2 separate regions of the Danio rerio genome follow, and region 1 is linked to region 2. Evidence: chromatin contacts called from public HiChIP or PLAC-seq data. All regions are on one chromosome and are shown on one strand. The core of a region is the stretch at or near the end of the contact, and the rest is flanking DNA. Distances in the headings are between cores, read along the strand shown.

What was found. HiChIP or PLAC-seq counts read pairs in DNA pulled down with a chosen protein or histone mark.
Region 1: a contact with region 2 is called in an H3K4me3 HiChIP or PLAC-seq map of embryo, with 3 times the contacts expected there. The contact joins the promoter of pou3f2a here to the promoter of si:dkey-14d8.6 in region 2. A contact is called at or near these places in 1 of 18 Hi-C or Micro-C datasets (hematopoietic stem cells) and 1 of 4 datasets of contacts at active chromatin or transcription factors (embryo).

The regions. Positions count from the first base shown.
Region 1 is chr4:6,162,694-6,168,483 of GRCz12tu, forward strand. It overlaps pou3f2a (POU class 3 homeobox 2a), which reads left to right and starts at 3,019. Exons shown (of 2, transcript NM_131289.1): 1 at 3,019-4,621; 2 at 4,649-5,725. The coding sequence starts at 3,026. The coding sequence ends at 4,039. It also overlaps a transcript of tmem63a not described here.
Region 2 is chr4:5,953,041-5,959,351 of GRCz12tu, forward strand. It overlaps si:dkey-14d8.6, which reads left to right and starts at 1,257. Exons shown (of 5, transcript NM_001044839.2): 1 at 1,257-1,314; 2 at 1,393-1,471; 3 at 2,561-2,749; 4 at 2,828-2,980; 5 at 3,194-3,369. The coding sequence starts at 1,260. The coding sequence ends at 3,239. It overlaps mapk12b (mitogen-activated protein kinase 12b), which reads left to right. Exons shown (of 12, transcript NM_001044841.2): 12 at 1-103. LOC101884942 (soluble scavenger receptor cysteine-rich domain-containing protein SSC5D) reads right to left here. Exons shown (of 16, transcript XM_021475421.3): 8 at 5,110-5,191.

The DNA of each region.
Region 1 (5,790 bases), core at 1,769-4,268, 210 kb after region 2:
AATTTCTTCATGTTGTCCCTACACAAATCGATTGAGTGGAACACAGCATTTTTTACAGTGTATAATGATAAATATTAGTTAATATTTTTTTAACCCTCTTCAAGTGCAGTGTCTTGCCTTAGGAAATATTTTCCACTGCAGAGGACAAAGATGCATCATAAGAAATAATGTGTGTAAAAAACAAAAAATGCACTCTTTATAAGATATGACTCTAATCTGGCAAAAAACTAAAGTGAAAAAAAATCTGACTTCATTAAATTTTCTATTTTTTATGCTTGAAATGTCCGCAAATTAGCTTATATTTAATAAAACAATGCCTTATTTGCACATTTAAGCAAAACATTTCAATGCAATTATTAAAGTTTTCAATCGACTGGTGAAATAAAATTGCATTTTGCGGATGATAAAACACTGTTAAAATGCCAGTTCCCATTCCTTCATGTTGTCTCAACTCAAATCACTTAAGTTAACTTAATTATTTTTACAAATTTAAGTGGATTGAACAAAAAATTATTGAATTGTGCCAAAAAACTCAAGAATTGTGTTGATTCAACTCATTTTAAATTAGTTTGAACAAGCAGCAAATTATCTTTGTTAATATTTTACAAATGATTACATTATGTTGAGTGTATGATGATATATTAGTCCATCTTCACCTGCAGTGTCTAGCCTTCCACTGCAGTAAAGACAAAGATGCATCACAAGAAATAATGTGTGTATAAACAAAAAGTGTATGTTTACAAAGGCCGTGTGTGGGTTGAGGAAGAGTCCGCCATTCACCTCTCACTGGCCCTGCGGCCCTGCGATGCCCTGCATGTGCTTTTGAGCCTTTGAAACGGGCTTTATGTGCGCGGGCAGAGAGAGAGAAAAGGCTCGAGCAGCTGTGACGTGGGCGCCGTTGTTTCATTCACCTCTCGCCATGGCAACGGACAGGGGCCCGAAAAATATGCCCCCTCCTTGAGCCACAGAGAGACTCGGAGATCCCGGCAGAAACACAGAGTGCTGCTATTTCAGCCACGGAAATAAAAACATGTCAATCACTGTGTGTGTTATACGTCAACAAATATGGGTTTATAGATTTCTTCAATAATTTATTTTACCTTTATATGCATTGGAAAGATGGACAATGTCATTTTGGACTTTCAGGATTATATTGTTGACTTTAAAATACTGTTGTTGTTATTATTATTTTATTATTATTGTTTATTTTTTATTTTTGTGAATTATTATTATTATTATTATTAACATTGTTATCATTATTATTATTATTATTATCATTATTCTTATTTATTATTATTATTAACATTGTTATCATTATTATTATTATTATTATTATTATTATCATTATTAACATTATAATCGTTATTAGTATTATTATTGTCATTATTGTTATTTATCATTATTATTATTATTATTATTATTATTATTATTATTATCATCATTATTAGTATTAATATTATTATCATTGTTATTATTTTATTATTATTATTATTATTATTATTATTATTATTATTATTATTATTATTATCATTATTATTATTGTTATGATTTTTATCAACATCATTATTATTATTATTATCATTATTATTATTATCATTATGATTATTATCAATATTAGTATTATTATTATTATTATTATCATTATTATTATTATTATTATTATTATTATTATCATCATCATTATTATCATTATTATTATTATTATTATTATCATCATCATCATCATTAAGTGTTTAAAATTGGCTTGAACACTTTGATTACTGATTTGTATTAAATAAACTAAAACAAATGACGAATTATCGATTAAAATGATGAAATTATGCTGTCATAAAAGTAACATTAAGTAGTTTAATAATTGATCATAATTAATAATAACATTGCATTTAATAAACAGTGAAAAATATAAACTTAAATCTCTCGAATTATTGTGAAAGGGATGACATGATAACTTCATGTTGTAAAATTATGTCAGATAAAGGTTTAAATTAACATTAATATACATATTATGGACCATTTCGTGTTTTAATGAAATGCTTTGAACATGTTTAATACATATATATTATAGCATATTTTATTATTAAATGCTGCTCAGTTTAGAATTCTTGTTTGAAATATTTTTGTAAATTGTTTTGTAATTGTACACAATATAGTTTGTAAATTTATGTAAATTATTTAAAAATGCTAGATAAGAGCATGGAAATTATAATTTCCTTAAGTTTTAATCTGTGCCAATTTATTTATTATTATTACTAAAAAAAATAATTCTTTCATCCGTTAATTGTAACGTATTATAAGATTTAAAAACACATTTTAAAACTAATTACATTTTACATTTTAATTAATTTTGCTCATTATAAGTCTTTTGTTTGCATGATTTTTTTATTACTTTATCAAGTTTATTTAATGTCAAACATTTATTAGACTGCTGAATAGATCTGTTGTTTATGTTAAATCACATAATCTGTTTACATATTTTACTAAAATGTCAAATTTACTTCTTAAATATTTTGACTTTAAAATGAATTTTGGCTACAGAAATTTTTAGATATTCATTAGACACTCCAATAAAAAAGTCAAATGTTTTTCACATGGTAGTTTTCAGTGCTGATATTAATAATCATTTTAGGACAAAAGATAACCATAACCAATAACAGCAAATTCAAGCCAGAATTAGTTCTACCAGTGCGGCTACATAAAAAATTTACTCCAAAACAATACAGCATATCAATAATAAATTGTGAAATATTTCAACTTAACGAAAGCCAGGCTGGGTACTTCTGGAGCCCAATGCGCCCACTGCACCCTGTCACTGCTGATCCCTGTGTGCTTGTTTTCAGGAGAGCGCAATGGGATGCGGCTTGAGCGTCGAGTCTGGCGCGACCAATGAACGCGCCGCTGCCGCATCTGTCAGGCGCGTCTGACCAATCGACAGCGGCGCGAGGCGGATCTCAGGTGCGCGCCTCTGCGTCCTCGCGGCTCTGGCGCGCTGGGGAGCCGCCTGTGGCACAGAGTAGCTGTGGAAACTATGGCGACCGCGGCGTCCAACCACTACAGCATCCTCACGTCCAGCGCGGAGCCCGGCAGCATGCAGCAGACGCCGCCGCCGGCCTACAGGGACGCGCACAGCCTGCTGCAGAGCGAGTACACCACCCTGCAGAGCAGCGGGGGCACGCTCGGCCACGCGCACCAGTGGCTGACGGCGGCGCTGTCTCACGGGGGAGAGGGGTCGCCGTGGCCCGCCAGCCCGCTGGGCGAGCAGGACATTAAGCCGGTGGAGGAGCTGCAGCACTCGCCGAGACAAGCGCATCTGGTGCCGCAGAGCCAGCATCACGAGACGGCCGCCTGGCGCGCCACGACCACCGCGCACATGCCGAGCATGAGCACCTCCAACGGGCAGAGCCTAATCTACTCTCAGCCCGGCTACGGCGAGATGCACCACGAGGAGCACCACAGCCCGCATCTGAGCGAGCACGGCCACCCGCAGAGCCTACACTCGGACGAGGACACGCCGACCTCCGACGACCTGGAGCAGTTCGCCAAGCAGTTCAAGCAGCGGCGGATCAAGCTGGGCTTCACGCAGGCGGACGTGGGGCTCGCGCTGGGGACCCTCTACGGCAACGTCTTCTCCCAGACCACCATCTGCAGGTTCGAGGCGCTCCAGCTGAGCTTCAAGAACATGTGCAAACTCAAGCCGCTGCTGAACAAGTGGCTGGAGGAGGCGGACTCCACTTCGGGAAGCCCGACCAGCCTGGATAAGATCGCCGCGCAGGGCAGAAAAAGGAAAAAGCGCACCTCCATCGAGGTGAGTGTCAAAGGGGCCCTGGAGAGCCATTTCCTCAAGTGCCCGAAACCAGGCGCGTCCGAGATCAACTCGCTGGCGGACAGCCTGCAGCTGGAGAAGGAGGTGGTGCGGGTCTGGTTCTGCAACCGGCGGCAGAAGGAGAAGCGGATGACGCCCCAAAATGGACCGATGGCCGGGAGCGAGGATGTGTACGGGGACGCCTCGCCTCACCACGGGGCGCAGACACCTGTTCCGTGAGAGAGGGGAGGATTGCACATAACCGACTGTCTCTTTGTCCCGGTCATAAGCCCGTTCTGGGCGGACCGACGGTGATGAAGCGTCTCTGTGTGTGGCACCTCCGAGCGCGCGTGGTTGCGCAAACAATATACGGGCACGGGCGCGAGTAAACGCGAGCAAACCGGGGCGCGCAGAATCTGAAGAGGAACGTATATATTCTTTTATTTAAGAGGTTTCTTTTCAAGTCCGGGGATCTGTGAAAGCATCATATCACTTCCAACCGAAAGCTGTGAAAAGGCGTCAGGGGCGCGCCATCTTCCCCTCATGACCACAAAAGGTTTATTCCTGATTGATATTAATCCGGTGCAGTGTCTGCTCTACGTTTTCTTACGAATATTAATGGCAAATGCTTCATTATTATTATTATTAATTATTATTATTATTTATTATTATAATTATTATTATATGTTCCAGAATTCCAAAATAGTCGAATATAATACCAAACAAAATCACAAAGGGTTTAACACTAATCGAAATTGTTTAATTTATTCACCTGCATAATTAGGCTAAATGCAATAAATTAAAAGTATAATAATAATAATAATAATAATAATTATTATTATTATTATTATTATTATTATTATTATTATTATTATTATATTTATTTTAATTATTTAAATAAAAGGACTCAACAATTCAAACTAATCGAAAAATGTAAATTATTATTTTATTTTACTTGTCTTTTTAAATATTATTTACATGCACATAAAGGTATCACTGCAAAATATTAATGCAATTCTCTCATTTCGGTCACAACAAAGGCTGCCAAGTGCTGCTGTGTGTTTTTCACAGGCAAAGCAGTCCGATTTCATGCAGATCACGGATTCACACTGCTGGTGCAAAACAGAGGCCTGAGGAAACATTAAAGCCTCTCTAGAATCGCGCTGCTGTGGATCATCGAAATGACTGTTCAAAAAGAAATCCAATGATACCAGCTTTATAATTATCCACTCAGTTGTTGTTGTTTTTAAATCATTTTTATAAGCATCCAAAAAATTGAGGCAGGGGCTCTTTTATTAAATAGCATTTTTTAATCAATCATTTTTGTAATTTCGTTCATTTTTAGTTTCTGTATAATTTATAAATTCTAAAAGAAACCAAAATAGACTCATGTTGCATATAAAAACAAATCAAGTTTTTAATTAATTTATTTTCCTAGAAACGCTGAAATAATGCAGAAATAATGTCCAGATTTGTAAAAACAAAGACTAATAATAATAATAATAATAATAATAATAATAATACAGGCCATTTTATTGCCAATTATTATTAAACTGTGTGATTTTGTGCGTCAACTAAATGTATAAGCCTCAACATGTTTGTATCTGTTTGCTATTTGTGTTTATCCCGAATTTGTCTTTTCCTTTAACGAGAACTACTATTACACCAGCTGTGTTACAATTATCTGATGGCCTGCATCGAAAAACAAGGACATTGTGCGTTTTCATTTTTATTTTTGATATATATATATATATTGCTCTGTGAATACTTGTATATTTGTGCACTTAACCTGGCACTGCCAAAGCACAAGCTGTCAGTGTGCCCTATTGAGACCGGTAATGTCTTTGGTTTTGACAGAAAAAAAATTGCACAGTTTTTAAAAGCCTTTTGTCATTAAATGAATACATTTTTATATAAAGAAGTGCCTCTCATGAGTCTGTGGCCCGTGAATGGAGATCCTCGAGATAAATGGATTCACAATTTCACACATT
Region 2 (6,311 bases), core at 7-2,506:
GTAAGAGTTGTTGATAATGTTGCTCTGTTATAAGGTTCCTGTTTATTATGAAATTATGTTAATTCCTTCAGAAGCATTTGAAATATAGAAAATCCCCTGCAAACAAAACACTGTACTTTAATTTGTCCTAATCATTCTACTTTGCCAGTAAGCTTGTGGAAAATTTACTCTACTGGTCGGTTTATTTATTAATGCCATTAATGAATTACACAATAATTAAGTTACACAGAATATGCATAACACCACAACAGATTTGTTTTAAATAATAAATAAAACTTCATAATCTTTCATGATTTATAATGAATGTAATTATTTCAGACCCTGGCTAAACACTTTTTAATAGTAAAATATTAAGTACATTTACACTCTGTACAAAACCCTGATTCTTTTCTTTAAAAAAATAAAAATAAAATAATAATAATAATAAAATAAACTTGCATAACGCGTCTTAGATAACTTTAGATTTAATGTCAAGTTGCTTTTAAAAAACTGAGATAGTAAGGTTTCTTATACAACTCTGCTTATCAATGTTTACTGGTAAAGTTGCACATCAAGTATTTTCCCACAAATACAGAAAAACAAATTAATCCAGTGCAGGCTTTTAACAAATAAATAAATGAAACATCAAGATTAAGCATAATTTAGGCTGAAAGATGCTTCAAATGCTTGAATAGCACAAGTTTACTTTGACATGCAGGAACAACTCATAGTAAATTCATTTGTTACTTAATCATGACAATTGAAATAAAAAACTTTTTTATTTTAATTCTTAAAAATGTTGGCTATTAAAATATTTCAACAAATCAATGTTTTGCTTATTTGCTTAAGCAGGAAGTGCAAACACTCATTAAACAAAGTGTTCATTTTGAACATACTGGGGCTTTAACAACAACAACAAAAAACCTTTAAGTCACTAATGAAATATTTATTATTTACTTATGAAGTCTGAAACGAAATACAGGTTCGTATCTTTAAAACGATTCAATTGCAATTAGATGTCAGTCCCTTTTCTTAAAGATTTATCCACTCTATACTGTATAGGTATACATTTAAAGTCTCTTGTAAAAAACAAGTATTTTTCAAAGTCAGTTTGTGAGAATCCACTTTGAAATAGTGAAGGTCAACACCTGTTCAAATATGATTAGAAGCTGCTTGTTAAATAACCGACCTTATGATGCATCTGTGACCATCAGCTCTGAGCTCTATATAAACGCTGCACGCTCCTCTCAGATTGTCTTCTAATTTGACAAGACAACATCATGCAGAGAGCTGCTGTATTTCTGCTGCTGACCGCTCTCTTGGCCAATGGACAAGGTGAGAAACGGTTTAATTATTTTAATGAATTTATTCTATGCTTGTTGCTAAGTGTTCTGTCCAAACTACATCCTACAGAGTTACGCTGGGAAAACTCCTATGATCAGCCCCTGAATTTTCAGTGTCCTCCAGGACAGTCCATATCCTATGTAAAGAGGTGAGTGGAAAGCAGAAGGTGCAGATTTTAAGGTATAAACACTGTGTTGAAACATAAATAAACTAAAAGGTAATATATCATGGGCCAATGCAGCCTCATAGTTATAAGACATTTTACCAATGTTGTATATGTTATAAAATGTTATTATAGTAATAATATACAGTACTTAAGTACACTGTAAAAAGTGATTAGTTACTTAAAACAAGTAAACCAATTGCCTTAAAAGCAACAAGCTGACTTTACAAAATTAATGCAAGTAAATCTATTGTAACTTTGAACTGTTAAGTTGACTTAAACTTTTGCTAATTAATTTGATAATTTTATTTGCTTAATTTTTATGCTAATTTTTTTTGATAAAAGTATCTAGCAAAATGACAGTAACTAAAATAAATCCGCTCTTCCAGACTCCTGCTCAGAAGTGTGTCTTCTAAATATAATACAGGCTATAAGTTTAGATTTTATAGACTTAATGAAGCACCAAATAATAATGTTGTAATAATTGCGGCAATTATTTAAAAACAGACGTGCTAAAATTGTCTGACACTGTAAAAAATTATTAGTTGACTGTGAAAAAAGTGAATACAATTAGCAAAAAATATTAAGTCAACAGTTCAGTTACAATGGATTTACTTACATTGTTTTGGTAACACTTTACAATAAGGTTCATTAGTTAATGCATTTACTAAAATGAACAACACATGTACAGCATTTATTAATCATAATTGAACATTTACTAATGCATTATTAACAATCAAGTCCATGCTTGTTAACATTAGTTAATGCACCATGAGTTAACATGAGCTAACAATGAACTACAGTATTTTCATTAACTAATGTTAAATAACATGAACAAATACTGTAGTAAATGTATTGTTCATTGTTTGTTCATGTTAGTAAATGCATTAATTAACATTAACTAATGAACCTTATTGTAAAGTGTGACCAATATTTTTGTAAAGTGAAAGTGTTGCTTTTTAAGCTATTGGTTTACTCGCTTTAAGTAATTAATCACTTTTTACTGTGTATTTGTTTATGATCAGAAAATAAAACCGATCTTCTCTGTTTTCTTGCCTCCTGATAAAACCAAAGCCAACATGAGAATAAATATGAAGACCGGGTATGGGAGTTTGGCTGTAAAGACACCTTTAGCTCTGGTTCAGACTGTTTTCTGTCTCCGTACGTCAATGACTTCGACCAACAGTTCACCTATGAGTGTCCACCAAATCACATCATGTCAGGAATGAGCAGCTACCATAGTGATAAACACGAGGACAGAAGGTGAGCTCTGGTTTTTGACTGATTTCCACATTTTATGTGAGTTCACCTGAGGAAATATTATTATATATCTTTATACAGGTGGCAGTTCTATTGCTGTAGAGGTAACGGCGTCTGTACTGGTCAGTGTGAGTGGACCACTTATGTAAACTGGTTTGATGAGCTCTTTCACTGGACTGTCCCAAACCAACACTTCCTTACTGGTGCTGAAAGCTACCATGAGAATAAACACGAGTAAGTACACATCCTCTAATGTCAATATGAATATTGGCTAATGTTGCATAGAATTCTCTCTTGAATGTTTAATTAATTCAAATATTGACTATTTGTTTATTGTCAAAATTTGACAAGGTTTCTAACAGACAGTCAAATATGATGCTGTAATCATAACAGCATGTAAAAATGTCATATTCCAATAAAAGGATGTCTTTTTGTTTTATTTTTCAGAGACCGTCGCTGGAAGTATCGGTACTGTGCCAAGTTGCAATGCTGAGACTCTCTCAAATGCAAATACAATCAAATTAAAACCTGAAATGAATACAAGACTTAACACAATGTCAAACTGGTGACTATTAGTGAAAAAGAAATTTGTATCAACTTATCAATACATTTCAGTCACATAAGTTCTGCGTGAGTCTGTTATTTCTCAATTATAACAGTGTTGGAACCATAAAGTCAATATTGCTTATATTTGGGAATAGATTGGGATGTGAAATGTTTTTGGGGAATTTTACATTCTTGGAGTTAATTTTCTTTCTTCATAATTTATATCTTGCACGTTTTAAATGATTACTATTTTGAGGCACATTATGATTGCTTAATATTGATTGCGTTTTGATTGCAAGGCTGCTTCTCATTTTTAGTTTTTTTAGTCTTACTGCTGTGTTCAACAAAACAAAACACAAAGTTCTCACAGATCAGTTACAGAATTACCCTGGCAGCAAAGCAGTAAAGTACAGAGTGCCACAAGGGTCTGTCTTAGGCCCTCTAATGTTTTTTTTTTTTCAACCTGCATGCTGAAGCTTGGGTTATTATTAAAATACTTGGCTAGTTTTGATTGTTATGCTGATGACTTTCAGCTATACATTTAATTTATTCATTTTCTTTTTGGCTTGGTCCCTTTATTAATATGGGGTCGCCACAGTGGAATGAACCGCCAACTTATCCAGCATACGTTTTACGCAGCAGATGCCCTTCCAGCTGCAACCCAACACAAGGAAACATTCATATACACTCATACACTATGGTCAATTTAGCTTAACCAATTCACCCGTACCACATGTCTTTGGACTTTGGGGGAAACCGAAGCACCCGGAGGAAACCCACGCGAACGCAGGGAGAACATGTAAACTCCACATAGAAATGCTAACTGACCCAGCCGAGGCTCGAACCAGTGACCTTCTTGCTGTGAGGTAACAGCACTACCAACTACCCCACTGTGTTGTCTACATATAATCAATTATTAAAGTTATCAAAGATTGATCAGTCATTTTAGAATTGAGATAAGACAGCAAATTTACACCAAACACCTGCACACATTTGCCTATATAATACTGTACAATTTGGTAGTAGAAGGATGTAATGTTGCTTCATTATGGAGAGCAACTTTTTTTGAATATCATTTTTTTCATATTAATAAAACAGATTTCTTAGAAACACTGCCAACAACATTTCTGTTTCTGATGCAGACAATCTAGTACATGCATTCATACCATATTCAGACTGGACAGTTGTGATGCTCTATTAGCTGGCTTGCTGTCATCTTTATTAAACAAGTAAGTCAAGAGTGGCCAGTTGCTAAAGTTCATCAAGCCTAGAAATTATGATCATATCAAGCAAATTGTATTTTTTCTTCACTGGCTGACTATAAAGTGTCATATCGTTTAAATACCTTCGCTGTAAAATGTTCTTCGTAAGATATTCGTAAGACTTTGTAAGAACTTCGTTAACGGTTTAAGGGCATTGTTATAACAATTCTAAAATTGTGAAAAGGTCAACGTTCTGTAATAAAACCAGACTTTGCACCACTTCTGTAGAATGAAATTCAAAGGTGTGTATGAAAAGTTTTAAATCCTATAGCTATATCACACTTTTAGGCTTAAATGCCTAAAAAAAAAACTTTTCTTCTTTGGTCTATGAGAATTATAACCATTTTGTTTTGCAATATTATGTTGTTACATTCTTAAACCAACATAGTTTGAAATAAAAACCAAAATTACTTGTTTTCAGAATAAATAATAAATAAATAAACAAATAAATAAATGAATAAATAAATAATACTTGAATTAGATCAAGAAATTATATATTTACAATAAGGTAAAAAAACAACAACAACGTAAGTTATAAAAGGAAAGATTTCCTACCTCACTGGCTGCACTGAAGATTGGTGTTTCTTGTAAATGTGTGTCGTTCTTAAAAAGCGGGAAATCTGGAAGTGAACCAAGACTGTGAGAAGAAAGAAATGACATCAGCTCAACAGAATAAAATAAATCATTGAATTTGTCTATTTTCTTACAAAACCTATCAACTGAATGATTCATATTTTATTTGCATGCTTTTATTTATTGGTACCCTAAAAAATATAATAAAAAATACATAAACTTTTGAATTTGAATGCATTAACACAAAGCACCAGAGATTATTCTAAACTGGATGCACTACTCACAAACAGGTCAAACATAGAACTACTAATGGAGTGCAAACAAACGCAGTTATGACATTAGCTAACCACTAGAAGTCACTGCAGGACATTTCAATGAGTGGGAACAGTTTTTATTTTCTGTTTCAGTTGATATTTGGCCAGTGGGCTGCATCATGGTGGAGATGTTACTTGGAAGGCCACTTTTTAAAGGATATGATGATTAACCTTTTGTGCTGGAATCCTTTTTTCAGCCATGAGTCACAGAGTGTGTGATGTTGAAGTAACACAAGTGTTGGTTTAAACTTGCTAGGAATTATTTCTTTCTTTGTGTTCAGTGAGCAAATACAATGTTTGATTTAACTACTTGGTGGTTGTCATAAACGTTTTGATTTATTGAATTTCTTCTTAACATCATTCCATCATCTATGTCTATATTTATGACAAGAAACAGTTACCTGCACTCAATTAACAATGAAACACAAAAATTACCAAGAAACTAACTGACATATTAAATTTAAAAGCGACAAAAATATATATGTATATTTATTTGATTTCAAAATAACACTACATCGCACACATATAAATAGAAAATTGAATAGAGTTTGATAGCACTCTATTGGAAGAACATAGAAAGTTCATCTATTGACCACTGGCTGAAAGATTTGACATTACATTGCACTGGAAAGAATCACCTACAGTATGAAGGGCAAATTAAAGAAGTACCATAAAATTTGGGATTTGTTTATACAATTTTTGGAACATAACTATACAATGGCACAAGCAAATACCTCTCATGCTTCGGGTTTATTGATTGATATATGTATATGTGTATTTCTGTATGTGGAGTATACAGTATATGTTTTTCTTTGCCTAAGCCCATGTATAACAATACAACTACCCGTTCAACTAAATTAGGATGCTTTG